Regions from separate parts of the Mus musculus genome. Here region 2 is linked to region 1. The links are chromatin contacts, called in public HiChIP or PLAC-seq maps. All regions are on one chromosome and are shown on one strand. The core of a region is the stretch at or near the end of the contact, and the rest is flanking DNA. Distances in the headings are between cores, read along the strand shown. Region 1 overlaps Tpm4 (tropomyosin 4). Region 2 holds the start of Hsh2d (hematopoietic SH2 domain containing).

What was found. HiChIP or PLAC-seq counts read pairs in DNA pulled down with a chosen protein or histone mark.
Region 2: a contact with region 1 is called in an H3K27ac HiChIP or PLAC-seq map of embryonic stem cells, with 10 read pairs. The contact joins the promoter of Hsh2d here to the enhancer-like site in region 1. A contact is called at or near these places in 3 of 39 promoter capture datasets (embryonic stem cells and macrophages), 2 of 484 Hi-C or Micro-C datasets (B cells and embryonic stem cells), 8 of 115 datasets of contacts at active chromatin or transcription factors (CD8 T cells, double positive thymocytes, embryonic stem cells and 1 more) and 3 of 9 other capture datasets (adipose tissue, liver and pancreatic islet).

Annotation. Positions count from the first base shown.
Region 1 is chr8:72,147,111-72,151,726 of GRCm38.p6, reverse strand. It overlaps Tpm4 (tropomyosin 4), which reads right to left. Exons shown (of 8, transcript NM_001001491.2): 6 at 4,608-4,616; 7 at 4,460-4,529. Among named protein-coding and RNA genes, the nearest start is that of Rab8a, 12 kb to the left of the region's middle. Within about 2 kb of position 2,461, at least 14 of the 459 cell types and tissues checked have an H3K27ac peak or open chromatin away from gene starts, as enhancers often do. A contact at or near this core is called in embryonic stem cells, where this site is marked.
Region 2 is chr8:72,187,876-72,192,491 of GRCm38.p6, reverse strand. Hsh2d (hematopoietic SH2 domain containing) reads right to left here and starts at 2,824. Exons shown (of 6, transcript NM_197944.1): 1 at 2,805-2,824.

The sequences.
Region 1 (4,616 bases), core at 1,212-3,711:
ACAGGAAAAATGAATTAATAAGCATCTTTGTTAAGGGAAGGGAAAGGGGGCACTTCAAGCTGTGACAATGAGAGCCACAGCTAAGAATCACACAGAATACCACAGAGTAATAGGGATCAAAGAGCAAACGAGATAGCTATAGGATATTAGGCTGGGAGTGCTGGTGCATTATTTTAATCCTAGCACTCAGGAGGGAGGTGACCAGCCTGGTCTACCCAGTAAGTTCCTGGACTACCCAGCAAGTTCTAGGTTAGCCAGACCTGTGATCTCACCAGATCATGTCTCAAAAACAACAACAAAAAACCCAAGTGTCCAGAAACAGCCTGGCTTTGTGGTGCATACTTGACACTCCAGCACCTGGATGGAGGCAGGAAGATCAGGAGGCAGAGGTCATCCTGGGCTATGGTCAATTCAAGGCCAATCTGGGCTGTATGTGATCTTGTCTCAATACTATCTTCAACCCAAAGAAAAATCCTGGGGCTGGTTTCTCATCAAGAAAAGGCACTTGCAGGCCGGGTGTGGTGGCGCACGTCTTTAATCCCAGCACTCGGGAGGCAGAGGCAGGCGGATTTCTGAGTTCGAGACCAGCCTGGTCTACAAAGTGAGTTCCAGGACAGCCAGGGCTACACAGAGAAACCCTGGCTCGAAAAACAAACAAACAAACAAAGAAAAGGCACTTGCTACCTGGCTTGATAATCAGTTTTATCCCTGGGACTCACATAGTGGGAAGAGAACAGACTCCTACAACCTATTTTCTGACCTCCACACATGAGTCATGGCACATGTGCACCTCCTCAACAAACATAAACTACAAATAAAAATTTAACATCTTGGGCTGGAGAGATGGTTCAGCGGGTAAGCACTGTCTGCTCTTCCAAAGGTCATGAGTTCAAATCCCAGCAACCACATGGTAGCTCACAACCATCCTTAATAAGATCTGATGCCCTCTTCTAGTGTGTCTGAAGACAGCTACAGTGTACTTAGATATAATAATAAATAAATCTTTTTAAAAAATTTAACATCTCAAATGGTGCATAAAATGTACTATACAAAAGTAAACTTTTCTGGGCTGGAGACATGGCTCAATGGTTAAGAGCACTTACTGATCTTCCAGAGGTCCCGAGTTTAAATCCCAGCACCCACATGGTGGCTCACAACCATCTGTAATGAGATCTGACTCCCTCTTCTGGAATGTCTGAAGACAGCTACAGTGTGCTTACATATAATAAATAAATCTTAAAAATAAAAAACCAACTTTTCTGCCTTGGTGAAACTTGATTTATTGTCCTGTTTTCCTTTTCCAGATAAATCCAGCAATCTGTGAGCCAGAACACTTGGACTAAAGCCCTAAAGTGTATCATTAGAGTGAGCCATTCAAGCTTTCTAGGTCTTAAGTCTGCCTATCTGTCCACCAGTGTGTGTGATTGATAGATGCCTCATGAGAACTGAGACAGGATTCAGAATTCAGATGATGTACACATAAAAGACTTTGCTACTAGATACAGATGACTTAGTACATCTGTTAGGACAATGTAAAACTGTGTAACCCATTTTTCCTTTGGAGTACCTGTGGGTGGCTATTGTAATTCCAGGCATACAGTATTCACTGTCAGGGTGCCCCTGGCAATGGAGTAAATAACTCCAGGTAAATAACAGAGACTGCAACCTAAGACTGCAGGAAAACTATTCAGTAATTCTGCTGATTAAGTAAAATTTTAAAAAAGGAAATAGGTCAGTTTGTAAGATGGCCCATCAGGTCAAGGTTCCTGCTGCCAAGCCTGAAGACCTGAGTTCCATCCCCAGGACCCATGTGGTAGAAGGAGAAACTTGATCCCTTCGAGTTATCCTAACCCCCACATCTGTGCACTGTAGCACATGTGTGCTCTGCACCACCAAATAAGTAAAATACAGTAATTTTAAAAAGCCATTGAGAGCTCTGCATGACCAGCCTGAGGGAAGACTGGTTTGTGTGAGTGACAGCTGATAAAAGACAAGGCCAGGAGTCATTAAAATCCTGGGAGAAAGCAAAAAGCCTCATAAACTATGATAAGATCAACCTGGAAATTTTCAGGAAAACAAAACACTTTTAGACTGCAGAAGACAGCCGTCTCTCTATAGCCACAGAAGCCTTCATGTAACAAACTACTGTGACCTGGCTGTGTGAAGACTTGTTAACTGGATGCTTTTGTGAGCCAGCTGCTCCATGTTCTTAGGCTCCATGTTCTTAGTTCTCCTGGTAACCCAGACTGCACTTTTGTTTTACAGAAAAGCTAAGTGACACACTCAGTGTTGTATAGTTCCAGTAGTAGAGGTGAGATGCAACCCAGGTTTTCTACTACCAATCCTGGCCTCTCTAGCATGTTTTGTTAATTAGGTCTGAAATGAAAGAGCCTCACCCCAAAGTATTCCCTGTCCTTGAGACTCTCAACACAGCTCAGACACAATAGGAGAGGGTTGAACTCTTGTAGGGCTCTAGTAGAATGATTAGAGAGGCAGGAAGGGATGGTGGTTATTTCAAAGGGTGGAGGCTATTCGTGTCTGGAAATTTCTCAGGGAAATACTGAGCAAACAACAAAAGCACCCTCCACCCCCCAAAGCCAGTGATCTGTCCCAGGGCATATGCAAAACAAGGTGTATAGGGCAGGGTTTACAAAAGGCCCACCCCCTCATCCCCAGCACTTTTCCATAGCAATGTCCTCTGTAGATCAGGCTGTTTTTGAACTCAGATCCACCTGCCCCTGCCTCCCAAGTGTTGGGATTAAAGGCATGTACAACCACTGCCCAGCTAACAAAATGGGTTAGGGTAAATGTCACATAAGAATGCAAGCAACCGGGGCTGGTGAGATGGCTCAGTGGGTAAGACCTCTTCCGAAGGTCCAGAGTTCAAATCCCAGCAACCACATGGTGGCTCACAACCATCTGTAATGAGATCTGACTCCCTCTTCTGGAATGTCTGAAGACAGCTACAGTGTACTTACATATAATATATATAATATATATATATTCTGGAATGTCTGAAGACAGCTACAGTGTACTTACATATAATATATATAATATATATATTACAGTGTACTTACATATAATATAATATATATAAATTACATGTAATTTACATATAATAAATAAATAAATCTTAAAATGTAAGTACAGTGTACTTACATATAATAAATAAAAATTTAAAAATCTTAAAATTAAAAAATAAAAAATCTTAAAAAAAAAAAAAAGAATGCAAGCAACCACTGGAATTCATAGCCTAGACCCCAATCAAGAGGGCCTCCTTTTATTTGCTGACACAAATTCAGACACTCTCCATTAAGAAATGGTGACTGCGCTGCCATCCTGGTTAGCTAGTGCTGTGTTTGAGGAATCATGCCAGATAGGCTTTTGTTTCCTTATTTTCAGAAAAGGGCCATGTGGACCTCATTTTTCCATTGGTAAAGAGGATTTAATCTGTGAGAGACAGCCAACTGCCCACCTTCATCCTGGTCATGGCCAAAGGCACCGGACTCCAGCTCAAAGATGAGGTGGCAAGAACAGAAGATGAAGATGGCCTGTTGTCATTTCAGTCAGAGTTAGACACATGGGGAAAAGGCTAAAGTTTACACCAGAAGGTGGGTTCCCTAGAGCTCCTAAGCACCAGAGCCAGTTCACCTAGAGATGGCTAGGAGCCAAGGTGACACCTACAGTCCTCAGAGAAAGGTCTTGTCACTGAGGGATGGTTCACATCCTTGCTGATAGCTATTTACCTGAACTTTTGGGCACTCTTGTCTAGAGGGTGGTATCTCCAGGAAGGGGGTTGAAGAAATAGGATGGAGGGTTGAGATAGAAGAGCATAGACAAACAGTGTGAACGAAGACAAAGTTGAGCCCCATGTCAAACAAACAGGTCTGGGCTTCTGAACAGGAGTAGCCTAGATAAGCCCTTGAAATAATGGTGAGCTGGGCGTGGTAGCACACACCTTTAATCCCAGAACTTGGAAGGCAGAGGCAAGACTAGCCTGGTTTACACTATAAGACCCTATCTCAAGATAACCCCCACTACAATCACCCTTGGGCCAAAGATAACTTCTGATGGCTTAATCACCCAGCTATAGGAGCATTTTCCCTTATATGGATAAAGATTTCGTGAAGAATGAGTCTCCCTTCCTGGAAGATCCCAACCCCAAGTGTCTGGAATTTCCGTGCTCTATCATGGAGAATAACATAGTCACTTCAAGAAATGCTGAGTTGTGTCCCCTGGGGAACTGAGGCCCTGCAGTCTCCTTTTTCCTCTTTGCTCACACTAAGATAAACCTTGCCTCTGGGAGAAAGGACAGCAAGAGCTGGAGGCATTTAAAATATGCAAAGCATCTCTGTGAGAATTCTGAAGACTTCACTCTGGAAAAAAAGCCCAGCTCTGTTCCTCCACAGACCTACTCACTCAACTTTGATATGTCACTTAGGGAAGTGGAGATTCCTACCTTCCAGGTCATCGATTGTCTTCTCCAGTTTAGAAACTGTCCTTTCTGCAAACTCAGCTCGGGTCTCAGCCTAGGGAAGAAAAGAGTCACTATCCTGCTTCAGATTAGCCCCTCAAAATGTAGGGCAAAGCTGGGTGTGGTCACTCACCTCCTTCAG
Region 2 (4,616 bases), core at 1,575-4,074, 40 kb before region 1:
TTAAATTGAAGGAAAACCAGCTAAAAGATCTTCTCTATGGCTCCTCAGTCACTTTCAGTCAGTCCCTAGACCTGATTTTTGCAGTCTCTACCTCCAGCTCTGGGACTTTGGAGAATGCCTTTGGCACATTGGTGATCCAATAGGGAGGGGTCTGTTGACAAAGGGTGGCTGATGCTGACCTCACAGAAAACAAACACATTCCCTCAAGGGTGTGGCCCCCCAGAGGACAGTCATTTATTGAATCCATTAATAACCAAGCTCACACTATCCCTGTCCTCTAGCCTTCCTAGTCTCTCTCAGCAGGGGTTCTACAGAGGTGGACAATCTTTGTCAAGTTCTGTCTTTTCTAGGCCAGGGACTCTGCATGATAAGGCCTGCAGTGGCAGGTATCAAAGAGTTTGGAATTAGAAGCAGATGGTCTGGTTTCAAATTCTACCCTGCACAGTTGCTGTGTGATGAAGTCACTAACTTAACTTCTGCCATTAAGAATCATTAAGGGGCCGGGCGTGGTGGCGCACGCCTTTAATCCCAGCACTTGGGAGGCAGAGGCAGGCGGATTTCTGAGTTCGAGGCCAGCCTGGTCTACAAAGTGAGTTCCAGGACAGCCAGGGCTACACAGAGTAACCCTGTCTCAAAAAACCAAAAAAAAAAAAAAAAAAAGAATCATTAAGGGGATGGCTGGGATAGAACACTATATAAATATATATATAATATATATGTATATATATATATATAATCAATGCATTGTACATCACGTAAATTGTTTATACAGCTATGAATATATAAAGAGGTGGGAGGCATCCTCTTTGTTTGTTCTCTCTCTTCCTCTCTTCTCCTCTCTCTCTCTCCCCCCCCCCCCCCCCCGTGGATTCGTTTATTCCAGGCTGGCCTTATCTTCCCACCTCCACCTCCCAAGTGCTGGGATGACAGGGCTATTCTACCAAGTCCAGTTTACACTGTGCTGGAATATACCCCAGGCTATGGCTACATACCTGTAATGGCACTTGGGAGGTAGAGGCAGAACTACCAGGAGTTCAAATCTGGCCAAGGATACACAGGGAGATCCTGAATTAAAAATGCAAAGCCAGAGGCTGGAGAGATGACTCAGCGATTAAGAGCACTGACTGCTCTTCCAGAGGTCCTGAGTTCAAATCCTAGCAACCACATAGTGGCTCACAACTACCTATAATGAGATCTGACACCCTCTTCTGGTATGTCTGAAGTCAGCTACAGTGTACTTACATATAATAATAAATAAATCTTAAAAAAAAAAGAAAAGCCAGATGTAGTGGTGTACATCTGCCATCTTAGTACTTACAGAAGGAGACAGAAGGGTCAGACGTTTCTAGGCCAGTCTCAAAACAAAACAAAAACCTGAATTTCTCCTAATATCTGGTTTTTATTTATTTAATTGCTTTTTGTTTTCAAAAAAGATTTTAATTTTTATTTATGTGTATGTGTGTGCCTCTCTGTGTGTGAGAATGTGTGTGAGTGTAATAGCCATGTGTATGCAGGTACTACTGGAGGCCAGAAGAGGGCGTTGGATCCCTGGAGCCAGATTTACAGGGGCCATTAAGCTTATGCAGGCACTGGGAACTAAACTCAGCAACTCTGCAAGAGCAGTGTACACTCTTAACTGCCGACTCTCCAGCCTCATTCTAATATTTAAAAATTTTGAATGTGTATGGGGGGGGTGACCATGTGTACAGACACGTGTGTGTGCAGCTGTGTGTGTAGGCCTGCAGCTGACACTGGCTCTTCCTCACTTACTCTTCACTGTATGGATTGAAACAGTCTTTGAATGAAGGTTGGCTGCCTTGCCGAGTGTGACTAGACAACGTCCCTAGGAGGGTCTCCCACTGCCTCCTTTCTCTTCTTTTTTTTTTTTTTTTTTTTTGTCTTTGTTTTTTTTCAAGACGGGTTTTCTTTGTAAAGCCCTGGCTGTCCGGGGAACTTGCTCTATAGACCAGGCTGGCCTTGAACTCAGAGATCCCCCTGCCTCTGCCTCTGCCTCTGGAGTGCACCACCCACTTCAGTTTACTTCCCCTTTTTATTTCATTATTCACTGTGCTTCACAGGCAGAGACAGGCACATGTTTGCCACAGTGCTCTAGTTCTGACCGTGTTCAAGCACATTGGAGTCTAGGCCTCCAGGAGTGCAACAGACAATCCTGTCCAGGCTATCACCTACCAACATGTCTCCCAGAGTGTAGCACCATCATGAAGCAGATACACGTGTCTCTAAAGTACAGCTGAACCCAGCTACATGCTACACAGAAAGGTCTCAATGTTTATTCTCTTTCTACTTCAGAACACTCCTACAAGTCTTTCAAGACTCAATACAAATGTCCCTTCCTCCAGCCAGCTTCCCTGCCTCCCCTGCTCAAACAAAACCCTGGCCACAGTCCCACCCTCTCCCGGAGCTTCTCAGTTAAATTCCTTCCTTTCTCTGGCAGCTCCAGTAAAACCCCGTGGGGCCGGAGGGGCTTTACCTCTCTCTGCCTTCCCCTCGTGGTTTTCTTGGAACACTTGGTTTCTATGAATCAGGTCTCACCATGTAGCTAGCTGAAACCAGCCTCAAACGTGTACAGCCTGCCTCGGCCTCCAAAGCGCTGCAATGACTTGTGTGGAGAGCCATGCCAGAGTTTAGCCCTTGCAATGCTTTCCTCCTCTGGTAAACCCTTCTCTCATCTTCTAGCACCACTACACCCAGTGCTGAAGTCCCAGAGCCTCTGAAGCTGGGGCATGTTGGGATGCAGGGATGCCAGGATTCTGGATGCAGGGTGCAGGATGTAGGATGCATACCTTGGACAGCTTGGGTTGTGTTCCGAAGGGCTCTTGAGCTGGCTTGAGCTGGAGTTTAAGTTTCGGTTCAGGGTCCACACGTCAGAGGGGCAGGGCCAGGAGCCTCAGTCAGTTCCTGTTTCCTCCAGCAGGTGAACAGGGTGGGACCAGAATAACTCTCAAGGCTTGAGTCTGAGGCTGGAGTTGTTCTTGCCAAGCCTTGCTCAGTACTTACTCTCTACCAACTCTATGGAATCGCTGAGACAGCTGCCGCCCTGCTTCCCAATATTGGTATTCTTCTAGTTTTTTTCCCCCTTGAGATACAGCTTTATGCACCCCAATTGGGGTGCTGAAGTAGACTCTTGCCTCGACCTCAGGGTTTACCATCATGCCAAGATTATGCATTGCTGGGGATGGAACCCAGGGCTTCATGCTTGCTAAGTGAGCTACAATCACTTTACCTACTGAGCTACAAGCACTCTACCTACTGAGCTAGATTCCCAGCCTCTTAACAGCAACCTTGAAGTAGTCATAGGTCAGGAAATGGGCATATGGCAATCAGAGAGTGAAAGGCAACAAGTAGGAGAGGCTGCTTGGGGGGGACAGGATACAGGAACAGTATGCATATACAGGACAGGGAACTGCATATGCCCCAGACATGAAGGAGACATGAAAGGACAGACTTGCTGCACACACAACACCTATCATACCTTCCTTTGCAAAACTCATTTGAAATATCATTCTACAGTCATGTTGCCCTCTAGGCCAACATCAAAGCAAGATGGCTTGGGTCTGTAGTTGCAGTACTCAGTAGCCTGAGGCAGGAGGATTTGGGGTTCCAGGCTAGCCTGGGCTAACATAGGGACATTCAAACTCAATATCCAAACTAAACCAAAGCAAGAAAGCAAGCAAGCAAGCAAACAAACAAACAAACAAAACAAACTGGAGTAAACCATAGAGTCCATCTATCTTATTCTGGTTTTTTTCTCCCTTCTGTTTTTTATTTTTCTAAAACAGGATCTCACAGCATCCTGGCTGGCCTGGAATCCACAGAACACTGAGGATGATGTTGCATCTCTGCTCTTCCTGTCTCTATCTCCTGGGTGCTGGGATCATAGAGGTGTCTGTATTTTCTGCGATACTGGGATGGGACCCAGGAGTTCTTTCACCATATGTGAGTACCCTGCCAACTGAGCTGCAGACCCAGTCCATGCCTGATTTTTCTTCTGATTTTAAAATGAACTACAATGTATGTGCACACTCTGGGTCCTGGGTGATGTGTCCCTGTACCTAACAGGCATAGCTGACTTGGCTGTAAGCTTCCTGGCCCACCCCTTCTTGCCTCTGCACCCAGTGCATTTCCGTCTTGCCTCTGCACCCAGTGCATTTCCACCTATCCTGGGTCTTTGGAATGAACACTTTCTAGGATAGAGTTGGTGCCTCTCTGACCCCTGCTCCTCTCCAGGGTGGCATAGGCTTGGGAGTTTCTGGGCTGCAAAGGTCCAACAGTGGAGGAAACCAGTGTAGGCTCTGATGATAGACCCACTTAAGGGCCCAAGGGTTCAGCTGAGTCAGCACATCTGGGCAAGTTATTGTGACTTAATTCATTGACTTTTGCCTAGACTCAGGATGAGATGTGCTTTCACTGGCGGGGCCAACTTCATAGAACTCACTTGACCTCTCCAATCCTCCTCACACTTTGTTGCGCAGGGCTGGTCCTGTGGGGTTCTCTTGTGTATGTGACTCAGTCTTGGAGAACATGAGCTGTTTTGGCTTGGCTCTTTGTCCACCCCACTTCTGAGCAGCTTGGGGACTGTGGTCCTCTAGACTAAC